Linked DNA regions of Sus scrofa: all the other regions are linked to region 1. Evidence: chromatin contacts called from public Hi-C data. All regions are on one chromosome and are shown on one strand. The core of a region is the stretch at or near the end of the contact, and the rest is flanking DNA. Distances in the headings are between cores, read along the strand shown.

Region 1 (4,525 bases), core at 1,202-3,701:
CACCAGGCACCTCTGCACAGGCTGTTCTCCTCCCCAGGAACATCTTCCCCAAAGACCACCATGCTCATCCCTGAGACGGCAAATGCCAGCTCCTTAGGGAAGCCTTTCCGATTCTAGTCTTGTTCTGCTTTATTGCTCTTTGAAGCACTTACCACCACAAGATACTGTATTTGATATTTCAGCTTAGCTGTTTATGGTCCATCTTATCCCTCACTAGAATATGAAGCAGGGATGGAGTCTCTCTTAGTCACCCCTACTTTCAGCACACAGTTCCTCAGTAAGAACAACGGTCATAGGATAACGGCAGCTGACATTTACATAGGACGTGTGATGTGCCAGGCGTCTCCTCTGAGCCCTTTACATTCCTGAACTCATTTCATCCTTGCCATAACCCTTTAAGACAAGCAATGGGATCGCCACCTTTTAATAGGAGAGAAAACACAAGCATAGAGAGCCGAATCACTTGCTTAGGAACAGAGTGAAGAGTTATCAATCCAGGCAGCTGGGCTCCAGAGTCAAGCTCTAAACCACATACCCCATGTTGAACAGATGAGTTAAGATGAAAGGACAGGAGCTCCCGCTGTGGCACAGCACATTAAGGATCCTGCATTGCTGCAGCTTCAGCCTACGTCACAGCTGCAGCTTGTATTTGATCCCCGGCCTGGGAAGTCCCGTATGCCATGGGTTCAGCCAAAAAAAAAAAAAATTATGTAAGGACACAGCTCAGCCTGGGAGAAATTTCCCCACACCCCACCCCCACCCCGCTCCATCTTCCAGACCAACAAGGATGCTTCATGAACCTGACAACAGGCTGTAGCTCCCAGTGGTGCTAGCAGGGCAGACCTGGTTTAATGAGGGAGGTGCGGCTGCCTGAGCATAAGTGACTATCAAAGGAGGTAACTCTGAAAAGAGGGACCAACAGAAACCCCAGAAGCCAGGGGTGAGCAAGCTGGCAAGGTGTTAGGGACCACTGAGACCCGAACTCGTTCTACACAGATTAGCTGTGACCTGTTTGGAGTCACACAGCAAATCAAGGTCAGACAGGACTCAGGACTCCTGACTCCTGATTTATGCAGGGCCTCCCTCAAGACACAAAGGAGAGACACACACTATTTTCTTCCTTGCCATGACCCCAAGACCTAGCACAGCGTCTGTCACCATGGTAGCAGGTATTCAAAAAGTGCCCTTGAATGAATTGACCATCCAGTGTCTGCCAGACACGGTACTAAGCGCTTTATACACAGTATAACTCTGTATCATCTGTAACATCGGGCACATCAACCTCACAGAGTTGCTATGAATGAAGTTATGTTCATAGAGCACTGAGTACCATGATGGCACTTAGGATGCACTTGATAAACCAGCGCTGGTATTAAAATACCAGCAGGGAGTCCAACACCCATCTTTGTGCTCTGAAGGACAAAGGAGGTACACCTAACCACTTGAAGCCTGCCACTCATACCTCAGGCCCATTTTTCAAGGGTGTGGGCGTGGGGTTGGAGGACCCGCCCTCAGCCAAGTCAGAATCTGGGGATCCGCTCACTCTTGCGAAGGTGTGTCTTAGAGACAGACACGAAGAATTAGTAAGGGATGAAGAGTTCAGGATCCCCGAAATCTGGCCCCTCTAAACCAAGAATTCCCAACAAAAAGACTTCTGACAGATACCTTTCTCAAAGAGGGATCGCTCCGACAAGGCATACCTCAGGGCTGCTTGCAGGATCCCCCAGCGAGGACAGGCTTCTCAAAGCTCTTTGGAAGAGTCTCCTAGCATCTGGATGTCTCTAGAACTGTTTACGTGGATCCCCAGTACTGGACCCCTCACAGGCTGGTTTTTCCAGAACCCCGAGAAAGGAGTCGCCCTATCTGGGACCCCCGCCCCACACTTTGACTCTTCAGCGAATGGATCCTCAGAGATAGGGTCTCCAGAACTAAGGGGAAAGATCTCGCCGGGACCTGTCGGAGGAGGCCTTTTTACTCTCCCCCACCAGCCAACGAACAGCGCCGGGATTCCAAATGAGGCGCCCTCCTCTTTCCCGCTCGCCAGGCCTGGACCCCACCCTGTGCTCCCCGCCGCCAGAACGCTCCAGCGAGCTCCCAGATCGAAAGACCTACCAGACCGTCCGGCTCCCGCCGCTGCCACCACCTCTTCACCAACCTCGACGCTCACAGAGTGCTCTGGGGGCCGCCATCTTATCACCCACGTGACCGGGTCGGACGACACCAACGCAGCACCGGGGGGGTGGAAATCCAGTCAGAGGCTCCACAGAATGAGGAGCTACGGAAGCGCGAGTTATCACCTGTGCCAGAGTTCATACTCATACGTCAGTCGGAGTCTATGAGCATTCCTCAGGAAAGCGGAAGGGCAACTTCCATCCTTCCCCTGCGAGAGATTTTCTGCGGCCTACCCACTCGGTAGGACGAGTAGAAATGGTTTGTGCCGATTCAGCACGGAGGTGGGCTGGCTAGGGACAGAGCATGCGTAGTGTCCCCGGGGCGTGGTCAAGTTTCAGGGGCGTGACTAATGGATTCCCTGGGCTGGAAGCGAGATTGGAAAGGATTTTTTTTTTCTGTCTTTTGAGGGCCGCACCCGCGGCATATGGAGGTTCCCAGGCCAGGGGTCTAATCCGAGCTGTTGCTGCCGGCCTACGCCAGAGCCACAGCAAGACCAGATCCGAGCCGAGTGTCTGCGACCTACACCACAACTCACGGCAATGCCGGATCCTTAACCCACCGAACGAGGCCAGGGTGCCCGCAACCTCATGGTTTCTAGTCGGATTCGTTTCCACTGTGCCAAGACCGGAACTCCAAGGGAAGGATTAATAAAGGACTTGACCCATTCATTCATTCATCATTTAATAAATTGTAAATGGGCGCTGAGGACGATGGGCTGAAGCCCTTGCCCTCATAAACCTCATTTGATTGTCTGAAGGAAACAAACAATAGTAAGTAAAAGCACATGCTGGGCTAAAGAGAAAAAAGTCAACGCGGTGCGTGTTATGGGGTGTGCAGTTTTAAAGAACTTGGCTTTACTCTGACAAAATGAGAAGCCACTGGAGTGTCGTAATCAGGGAAATGGCATGCCCTGACTGTTAACAGGATATTCAGACTGGTGAGTAGATAACGGACAAGGAGGGGAACGGTGGAAGCGAGAAAACAGAAATAACTCAGATTCTAAGTTAACTTTGAAGGTGGAGCAAATAGTTTGTGGCTGGAATGGGTATGGAATTTAAAAGAAAGAGTTCTTTTAAGGATAATACAAGGGGTTTTGTGTGTGTGTTTTGGGGTTTTTTTTTTTTTTTTTTTTTTCGCTTTTTAGGGCCCCACCCGTGGCATATGGAAGATCCCAGGCTAGGGGTGGAATCCGAACTGTAGCTGCTGGCCTATGCCCCAGCCACAGCAACACCAGATCCGAGCCGTGTCTGTGACCTACACCACAGCTCACCGAAACGCCGGATCCTTAACCCACTGAGGGATGGAACCCACATCCTCATGGATCCTAGTCGGCCTTGTTAACCACTGAGCCATGAAGGGAACTCCAAGGATAATACAAGTTTTTTGACATGTAGGAAGGAGAGACCAACCATTAGCCAGTAGCCTCCCCATCCTATCAATCCAAGGTCCTGTTAACTCCACCTCTGACTTAGAGTTGGCATCCAGGCACTTCGGTCATTTCTACTGCTCCTATTAAGAGTCTGAACCACCACTGGTGTCATCAGGATGTTGCCTACAAGAAGAAAAGAGAGCTTGTAAGCGATTATATCAAAACAGTACTGTGGTTCCTCAAGAAGTTAAAACATAGAACTACCATGTGATCCAGCAATTACCCTTAGTTACACCCAAGAGACATAAAAGCAGGAACTCACACAGATAGTTGTACATCCATGCTCATAGCAGCATTATTACTTTTCTTTCTTTTTTTTGTCCTTGTCTTTTCAGGGCCACATCCTTGGCATATAGAAGTTCCCAGGCTAGGGGTCAAATCGGAGCTGTAGCCACCAGCCTACACCACAGCCACAGCAACACCAGATCCAAGCTGCGTCTGCAACCTACACCACAGCTCATGGGAACGCCAGATCCTTAACCCACCATCGAAGCATTATTCACAGTGGCCTCAGGGCTTGTAACCTCTATTATATTTTCTGTCTCTATGAATTTGGCTACTCTTGGAACCTTAGAAAGTGGAATCATACATTATCTGTACTTCCATTGTCTGGCTTATTTCACTGAGCATTATGTCCTCAGGGTTCATCCACATTGTAGCATGTGTCAGAATTTCCTTCCTTTGGAGTTCCCGTCGTGGCGCAGTGGTTAACGAATCCGACTAGGAACCATGAGGTTGCGGGTTCGGTCCCTGCCCTTGCTCAGTGGGTTAATGATCCGGCGTTGCCGTGAGCTGTGGTGTAGGTTGCAGACGCGGCTCGGATCCTGCGTTGCTGTGGCTCTGGCGTAGGCCGGTGGCTACAGCTCCAATTCAACCCCTAGCCTGGGAACCTCCATATGCCGCCGGAGCGGCCCAAGAAATAGC
Region 2 (4,479 bases), core at 954-3,453, 98 kb before region 1:
TGCTAATATTAGGAGGTTCACGGTCAGGAAATCGTGCTCCAGACAATCATCACTTACCAGCTGGGGACCTTGGGCAAGAGTCTAAACCTGTCTGAGGCTCAGTTTTCTTATCTGTGAAATGGGGATACAAAGGTAAGCACCCACCTCATAAGGCTGTTGTGAGGGTCAGTGGATAGCCTTGTGGAAAGCATTTAATTCTATGTGCATAGGCCCAGTCAGGTGGCCTCATGGAGAGAATGATGGGTGGGGGGCTACTTCTGTGCCCCCCTTAGTGCCCTCTGGACCCCAATCCTTGCCTGGCTGTTATCGATCCATCCCTAGCCTCCTCTCCTCTCCTCCCAGGTACCTAATTCCCTGAGGCAGGGGAGGGACCGAGGATTCAAGCTGGGGATTAACTGAGGCAGATTAGAGAGGAGCTGAGAGAGAGCAAGTGCCTGGGGGGGGGGGTCTCTATCCTCTTAACCCTTTCCTCTCTGGAGCCACTCTGCTTCCTTTTGCCTTCTGGTGTATGAGAGCAGCGGCCACCTCCAGAATCCCCCTGCCCACCAGCGGAGCACCCTGAAAGCAGTGTTAGGATGAGGACCCTTGGGCTTCTGACAGCCTGGTTGATGGGTTCCCCTCTTGGGGCCTCACTCTTCTCTTAAAAACGGGGAAAGGAATGTGCGGACAGAAGACAGACGAAAGGAGAAACCTCTGCGTCCTAGAGTGAACGCCTGAGATGCTGGCTCCATGGAGCCCATACGTTCTGATCACCTACTATGTAGCGGGGCTGTTGTTACTATCGTTCGCCTGGGACATTTCCCAGGGTGCCAGCATTGCATAGAATTAACTTTCAGAAGCCCCCAGAGTCAGCTGTGGCTCCAGAAGGGCGGTCCAGGGCCTGATTCCCCTCCCGGGGTCCGCCTGCACTCATCCTAAACCCTGGCTCCTCCCTGGGGGAGCAGGGAACCACTTCCCCAAAGGGGTCCCAGAATCCTGGAGCCCCAGTTGAAGGGAAGTGAGGTCGCAGGCGGGGGGTGGGGAATCCAGACAGCAAAACCGCAACAGAATCTCCTTCACCCCATGGGGTACCGGCCAGCCCCCCTCCCGTCGTCCCCCAGTTGCGCCAGACGCAGAGCCGGGAAGGGGGGCGGGGGGCGGAGAGAAGGGGGCGGTGCCTACTCTGCGGCTGCCGGAGGAGGAGGAGGGGGGACTGCGGGAAAGCGCTCGGCCGGGTGGGGGGGGGCGCTGCGGCACGGCTTCCCAGCCCGCGGCCCGCGCAGCAGGGGCGGGGGCGCTGACCCTCCTCGGCCCGACCCCTCCCCCCCACCCCGCGGAGGCCTCGCCATTAATCCTGACTTGGGGAGGGGGCGCCCGCTCCCCCCCATACACCTACCGAGCCGCCGCGCGTTCTCCCCGCCCCCTGCCCTGCCTGGAGCCCCTGCGGGACCCTCAGGGAACCCCTGCCCCCCCAGGTCTGTCGCCCTCGGTGTCCAAGTCTCTGTCTGTATCCCCATCTGTCCCGTCTCTCCGCTGTGCTTGTTTGTGTCTGTGTATCCGGGACACCTGCACTCACTGGCAAGGGTGGCTGCCGCGATGGCCTAGGGGAAGGGGTCCTGGGGGTCGGCTTGTGGGTCCGTCCAAGGTCTGAAGTGTCTTTCTACTATTGTCAATCCGTGTGAGTGTCTGAGTGCCCCTGCAGGCTGTGAGTCTGTGTATGCAACAGCATGGAGGCTGTGGGTGTCTGGGTGACACCCAGCAGGCTGTAAGCATGTGGGTCCCCGTGTGTCTGTCTGGGTGACACCCACAAGCTGTGAGTGTGAGTCTGTGTTCGTGGCATCCTGCAAGAGGTGTGTGTCCGAGAACCTCATCGGCTGTGAGCGTGGGCCCCGTGGGTATCTAGGTGACACCCGTAGGCTGTGTGTCTGTAACACGATGCAGGCGCGGCGGTGTGCGTTCTGTGTCGGTGTCGGAGTCGAGGAGGCCCGGTCCGCGCGTGTCCCCAGCCGTCTGCGTGCGTGTGTGTGTATGTGTGTGTATATGTGTGTGAGCGCGCGCGCGCGCGGTGAAGGTGGATCCGTTCCCTCCGCAGCGAGCCCGACTCGGGCCCCACTACCCGCCGCTACGACCGCTCGCCTGGCCTTCCCTGGTGAGGGCCGGACGGAGGATGGAGCCGCAGAGGGAGCCGCCGCAGCCGGGGCCGGGGCGCAGAGCCGCCTGAGGCGCGGGCGGTGCGCGGGACCGGGGGGAGGGCGGGCCGAGGGGAGGGTCCTGGGCCGAGGGGGGGCGGGCGCGGCGAGCCCCCTCCCTCGCGCGCTCGCTCCCTCCCCCGCGCGCCCTCCCTCGCCGCCTCCTCCCGCCGCCTCCGGCCCCCCCTCGCCGGGGACCGAGCGCGCTCGCTCCGGCGCCGGCCTCGCCTCCTCGCAGCAGCGCCATGGTACGTCGCCGCCCCCACTTTCGTTTTCGCCCGGGGAGTTTTTGGGGTGGTGCGTGGGCTCCGGGCGAAAGTTGCGATGTCTGGGGGGCAGGGGGCGGGGGCCGCCCAGGGGAGGGGCTCAATGTGAGGACCCCCCCCCTTCCCGCCCGCAGCCCGGGGACCTCCGCCCGCCGATCCACAACCCCCCCGCCAGCGGCTGGGGGCGGAGCTGGTGCGCGGGTCGCAGCCGGGGACCCCAAATGGGGGCCCCTCGAGGGCGCCGCGGAGTTGGTGGGGAGGGCGGGGCTCCCGAGAGAGGGTCCCCCCCCAGGCCAGGCCCCCGCCCCCTCCCTGGCCAGGCGGGAGGCGGGAGGGCGCGACCCAGGGCACAAGACCCCCAAGCTCGCAGCCCGCGGGGGAGCCGGGGCCAGGGAGGGGGCGCGGAACCGGGCCGTGAGGGGTTGGGGTCGCGGCGGCCCCTGCGGGGTGTCCCGGCCCGGGTAAGCGCGGCGCGCCAGCTAGCGGAAAATGGCCGCTGCGGAGAGGGGCGGAGAGCGCGCAGCGGCCGCCGCCGGGCGCCTTGAACTTGGAGCCGGGCGGGCGGCCGCGCTGAGCGCCGCGCAGGAGCAGCCGCCCGACTAGCCCTCGTGCCGCCTGAGCCCCGCCCCCGGGCCGACCCCGGCCCTGCCGCTGATCAGGCCGGGTCCTAGCCGAGAGGGGTCAAGGGGTCTAGGCCGGGCGCGCCCCAGGCCCGCCAGCGCCGGTAGCTGCTCTTGAGGGTTCCGGTGTCCGGTCCGCTGTTGTTGGTGGCATCCGCACTCGATGGGTGCGTTTGGAGACCCCTGCGCTCTCAAACGAGTCGGCACAGTAGTCCGGGGAGTGCGTTCGCGGGTCTGTGCGGCTGGGTGGCCCCATCCATGTCCATGGTCCCCAGGCGTGGGGTCTTCTTCTTTATGTATCTGTGTGTCTGCGCATCCACGTGGCTGTGTGTGTTGTGTTGCGTGTGTTAAGAGCATTGTGCGGCTATGGGACAGTGTGTGTGTTGAGGTAACTGGGCGACTCTGCCATGCGTCCCCTTTGGGGCGGTGTTGTGAAGTTGTGTGGCAGGGTTGTGTGTTCCCCGGGGACGTGATGTCCCTGGGTGACCGTGGGGGTGTCCCCATGTGAGTATGTGGGGGTTAGGGGGTTGCCAGTGAGTGGGGATCTGTGTCGTGTGGGTGCATCTCAGGGGGCAGTTTAATGTCGCTGTGTACCTTTGGCGTTGAGTGACTATTCCTGGGGATGGGTCTACACTCTTCACCCACCCCTCCAGTTCCATTTTTCCTTTAATCCAGGCTTCAAGGTGCCGGACGAATACTTCCTCTACCTTGCCACAGCTCTGCCTCCTCCACTCACTCCCCACAGGGTCTCCTCCTGTTCCCCCTGCCTTAGGGTGCCCCAGCCGCGCAGCTCCAGGTGGTCCCAGCTTGAGGTTCGGGCGCGAGGTGGCGCCGGGACGCGATCACTTGGCCGGCGACGTCTCCCGTGAGGGGCTGCGCCTGCGCGGGGACCTGGCCCAGAGGGGGGCGGGGCAGCGGGTTCTCCCCCCACACACACCCCGCCTATGAGGAGGTCTCTAGGGATGGATGGGTGGTTACCGATACGTGCGGGTTCGGTCTGGACCAGGAGGTGGCCCAGAAGACCCCCTTTGCCCTGTTGGGCTGGGAGACGCTCCCCCAGCTCTGCCTCCCAGCGTTCACCCCCAGACTGGGCCAGACACACCGTGTTGTTACTCTCTGCTCCAGGGGAATCACTGCTGGGTCCCCACCCCCCACCCCAGGGCACTTTATATAATTTTCTATATATAAAAGCCCCAAGGCCTGAGTCCTTTTTACCTTCAACATGCACCCCCTTTTGAGGAGCTGTTTGGGAAGGGGAGAAAAATAGGTCTCAAATGGACACAGGGGTCCATGCATACATAACACTCAGGGTCCCCAGCTCAGGTAAGCTTGCCCACCCTCTCAGTCCCCTCCACTCTGGCACTCACCCTCCCCTCTACCCTTGCTCAGACACACAGCTCCCCAGCCCATTCGGAGCACTGCCCT
Region 3 (4,341 bases), core at 732-3,231, 120 kb after region 1:
GTCTAACTGGAGCAACAGCTGCTGGCCTATGCCACAGCCATAGCTATGCTGGATCGGAGCCACATCTGGGACCTACACCACAGCTCACAAGGCAATGCTGGATCCTTAACCAACTGAGCAAAGCCAGGGATTGAACCCGCATCCTCATGGATACTAGTTGGATTCGTCACCGCTGAGCGATGACAGGAACTCTTCAAAATTTGAATTTCATCTAATTTTTACGTATCATGAAATATTACTCTTGATTTTTTTCCCCCTCATCATTTAAACATGTAAAAACTATTATTGGTCCACAGACTGTAGTTTGCTAAGCCTAGTTTTTTGTTTTTCTGGGTCTGTGGTGTACAACCTACACCACAGCTGTGGCAATGGCGGATCCTTTAACCCACTGCACAGGGCCAGGGATCAAATCTGCATCTCTGCAGGCACCAGACCCGCTGAAGTTGGATTCTTTTTTTTTTTTTTTTCAGCTTTTGTCTTTTGAGGGCTGCACCTGCAGCATATGAAAGTTCCCAGGCTTGGGGTGGAATTGGAGCTACAGCTGCTGGCCTACACCACAGCTCACGGCAACGCTGATCCCTGACCCACTGAGCAAGGCCAGGGATCAAAACTGCATCCTCATGGATACCAGCTGGATTCGCTTCCGCTGTGCCACAACAGGAATTCCCTGCAGTCGGATTCTCAACCTGCTGCACTGGGACTCCTAAACCCTGGTTTAAACCATCTCTTTACTATTTCTGCTACCTTCTTTCTTCCTAGAATTCCTGGATGGGAATAACCCTATGAGACTCAAAAGGAAAAGCCAGATCTCAAACCTAGAGGGTGATCAGCTATGTCTGACTAGTGCCAGTCTGGTTATGTGTGAAGAACAGGCTGGAGTAATAGGAGACAGTGCATATGGATGGAGAAGCCCCATTTAGGTCTTGGGGACAGAGATGAGGAAACATGGACCGTAGTGGGGCAGGGATTGGCCTGAGTGTCAGAGCCAGTTATGGGCTGAGCCAGCACTGGGACACAGGTCTGAGAGTCAGTCCCTATCATGGTGCTGATTTCTTTGTGTTGAAGCAGACTCAACTCAATCCAGGTGTTTCATCTCCAAAAGAAAAGGACCATGGGCTGAAGGGAAGCTAAGCACCAAGTCTGGGGAATTAACTGACTTCTGCCACCATCATCAACAATTCTCCCCTCTCACAGCCTACCTCCATTAGCAAGGGTTGTCACTTCTCCTTCTGAAATCCCTCTCAAATTGAGCTACTTTTCCCAGTGTACCTCATTACAGCCTACCTCTCCCGAAAGCCATCATCATCTGTTGCCTGGACAGCTGTACTATTTTTTTCCTCCCTGGTGTCACTCTTGCGTACCCACTCAGTCCCTTCTCCACGCGAAAGCAAGCGGGAGTTCTGCAAGGTAATCCAGATCACATCACTCCCTGGTTCAAAATCCTCCACAGCCCTCCAGATAACAGTCAAACCCTTTACCACGGTACGCACGACTGCACGATCTGGTCTCCTACTTTCTCTCCAAACTCATCTACTCCGCTCCGCCCCGCTCACTGCTCTTCTTGCTGTACCTCCAGCTACCAGGTGCCTTGCTTGGAATGCTTTTCACTTTCTTGTCGCTGTCTAGTTAATTCCGACGTGCTCAGACGTCCCCTTCTTCAAGAAGTCTTCCCTAACTCGGAGCCTCCCAACTCCCCGAGGGCTGGAGCCGGACCCACCAGCGCGGCTCACACAGCTACCCTACCTGCGATCCCGGCTCCTCCGCCTCCGCCTGCGCCGCCCCTCGTCGTCCCGGCGCCGTCGGCTTCTCCGCCCATGGCTCCCACTCCGACTTCGGCTCCGACTTCCGCTCCTACTCCGCTGTCTCCGGTTCCTGCGACCAGCGGACCGCGAACGCGAGCGTGTGTCCCGACCCATCGGCTGGGACGGTACCGGCGGCGCTGACACAAATATCCGGGGCCTGCGCCGGGGGCCTTCCTCCCTCGCGGCGCGTGCCTCGCTGCCCCGTCCGCGCCTGAACAGGAAGATAGGAACCCATCCCGCAGCCCCATACCGCGGGGACTCTGGAGCCCCGTAACCTCCAAACTGTCCTTAAGTGGGTCCTCTGTGACGGACTTCTGCCGGACTGTCGCCGCCAGGGATGGGGGACTCGCTCTTAAGGCAGTACTAAGGGCAGGCTCAGGTGGGTCCTCGCGCCTCAGGGAACCTGCATCTGTGGGCTGAGCAAGAGCGAATCAGGAACTGCGAGTGGGGCGGAGCCTGATGAGGCGGGACCAAGAAGAAGCCCGTCCAGAGAGGAAGTGGGGCCAGCGTGGGTGAAGCCTAGGAGGCGGGGTCAATAGAAGGCGTGGCCAAGGGAGGCGTGTCCGGGGAGTTTCTCGTCCAGATAGCTCAAGGAGCTGGGATGGGGACCGAAAAGCACTAGAGGCTGGATTGACCCTCTGTGAGAGTCATCATCATGCTCTACCACCCGCCAATGAATACTTACTGTGTTTCAGGGGTTAAGCTTTTTTTTTTTTTCTTTTTGGCTTTTTAGGTCCACACCCGCGGCATATGGAAGTTCCCAGGCTAGGGGTCCAATCAGAGCTACAGGGGCCGGCCTACACCACAGCCATAGCAACGAAGGATCCAAGCCGCGTCTGCAGCCTACACCACAGCTCAGGGCAATGCTGGATCCTTAACACACTAATAGAGGCCAGGGATCGAACCTGCATCCTCATGGATCCTTGTCAGGTTCGTTAACTGCTGAGCCACGAAAGGAACTCTTGCTTTTTTTTTTTTTAAGTTTTATTGAAATATATTTGAGGGAGTTCCCATTATGGATCACTGGTAAAGAACCCGACTAGTATCCATGAGGACGAAAGTTTGTCAATCCCTGGCCCCGCTAAGGACCCAGCATTGCTGTGAGCTGTGGTATAGATCAAAGAGGTAGCTCTGCTCTGGCATTTTTGTGGCTATGGTGTAGGCTGGCGCCTGCAGCTCCAATTCAATCTCTAGCCTGGGAACTTCCACATGCCACGGGTGTGACCCTAAAAAGACAAAAGAAAGAAATATAGTTGATCTACAAGGTTGTGGAGTCAAAGCTTAAAAAAAAAACCTAAATTCCCCATCAACCCATTTTGTAGATGGGGAAAGTGAGGACCAGAGAAGGAATGTCATTTTTTGTCTTTTTGCCTTTTCTAGGGCCGCTCCGGTGGCATATGGAGATTCCCAGGCTATGGGTCTAATCAGAGCCATAGCCACCGGCCTATGCCAGAGCCACGGCAATGCGGGATCTGAGCCACGTCTGTGAACTACACCACAGCTCGCGGCAACACCAGATCCTCAACCCACTGAGCAAGGCCAGGGATCGAACCCACAACCTCGTGGTTCCTAGTCAGATTCGTTAACCACTGCACCACGATGGGAACTCCAGGAATGTTATTCTAATACCTCTGTGCCCAATGAGACAGCATAGAGCTGGGATTTGAACTTGGTGGTTCAGCTTTGCCCTCTTTCAATGTTTATCTTTTTTTTTTTTTTTTAATTTTTTCAGCCACCCCAAGGCATATGGAGTTGCCAGGCTGGGGATCAGATCCAAGCCCCAGTTGTGGCAACTCTGGGTCGTTTATCCCACTGTGCCGGAACAGGGATTGAACCTGTGTCTTGGCGCTGCAAATTCTTTTGCACCACAGCAGGAGCTCCTTTAAACGTTCATCTTGTAACACAACTCCCTAACACAACACTAAATGCTAGCTTTGTATGCTCTGCTTGTTGTTGAGATTCAGGTAGGGGTGAGGGCACAGAGGGAACCCCTGATAACTGCCTGTCATGGAATACGGGTTGTTCTGGTGACAGGATGGTCCCAAACATGATTTTCACAACGCAGACACATCCTTGAGAGTATCTGAATCCTCATCTGTGAACAAAAAGTGAGCACAATCGAGATCACCTACAAGTCTAGTGTATAAACTAGCCATGCTCTCTAGTCTGTGATTAAAACGGGGTCTCCAAGAGCTTGCTTATAAACAGAATATTACTTCCAGCACAGAGTTTCTCAAATAGGGAGTCTGGGAGAAATAGTTTCCTCTTAAAATGGGTCTGTGCATTACTCAACTTGAGTGACTCTGGCAGGACAAATACAAAATCTGAGTGTTTGTTCCTTTGAGTGTTTTTCCGAGCTGAACTATAACCCAAAGGAGGCCACAGCCATTAAGGCAGTAGGGTCTGTTGTTGTTGCTGTTATTTAATTCTCTCAATTCTTACTAAAGTTTCTCTTTGCTGTTCAAAGTCAGTCCTTAAACTCCCACCCAGACCATCGGAATGCACACAGAGTTGTTGTACAGCGAGACAGTTGACGCTT

The links. A called contact is a pair of places that touch in the nucleus more often than the background predicts.
Region 2: a contact with region 1 is called in a Hi-C map of liver, with 2.2 times the contacts expected there. The contact joins the promoter of NFIC here to the promoter of DOHH in region 1. A contact is called at or near these places in 1 of 5 promoter capture datasets (fetal liver), 5 of 47 Hi-C or Micro-C datasets (fetal liver, liver, mesenteric adipose tissue and 2 more) and 1 of 2 datasets of contacts at active chromatin or transcription factors (alveolar macrophages).
Region 3: a contact with region 1 is called in a Hi-C map of fetal liver, with 3 times the contacts expected there. The contact joins the promoter of CACTIN here to the promoter of DOHH in region 1. A contact is called at or near these places in 2 of 5 promoter capture datasets (fetal liver and liver), 14 of 47 Hi-C or Micro-C datasets (embryonic fibroblasts, fetal heart ventricle, fetal liver and 7 more) and 2 of 2 datasets of contacts at active chromatin or transcription factors (alveolar macrophages and skeletal muscle).

What each region holds. Positions count from the first base shown.
Region 1 is chr2:75,162,462-75,166,986 of Sscrofa11.1, reverse strand. It overlaps DOHH (deoxyhypusine hydroxylase), which reads right to left and starts at 2,451. Exons shown (of 5, transcript XM_003123042.4): 1 at 2,113-2,451. It also overlaps a transcript of FZR1 not described here.
Region 2 is chr2:75,260,214-75,264,692 of Sscrofa11.1, reverse strand. NFIC (nuclear factor 1 C-type) reads left to right here and starts at 2,203. Exons shown (of 10, transcript XM_021084131.1): 1 at 2,203-2,416. The coding sequence starts at 2,414.
Region 3 is chr2:75,046,890-75,051,230 of Sscrofa11.1, reverse strand. CACTIN (cactin) reads right to left here and starts at 1,981. Exons shown (of 11, transcript XM_021084098.1): 1 at 1,744-1,981. The coding sequence starts at 1,916. It overlaps PIP5K1C (phosphatidylinositol 4-phosphate 5-kinase type-1 gamma), which reads right to left. Exons shown (of 18, transcript XM_021084102.1): 18 at 4,333-4,341.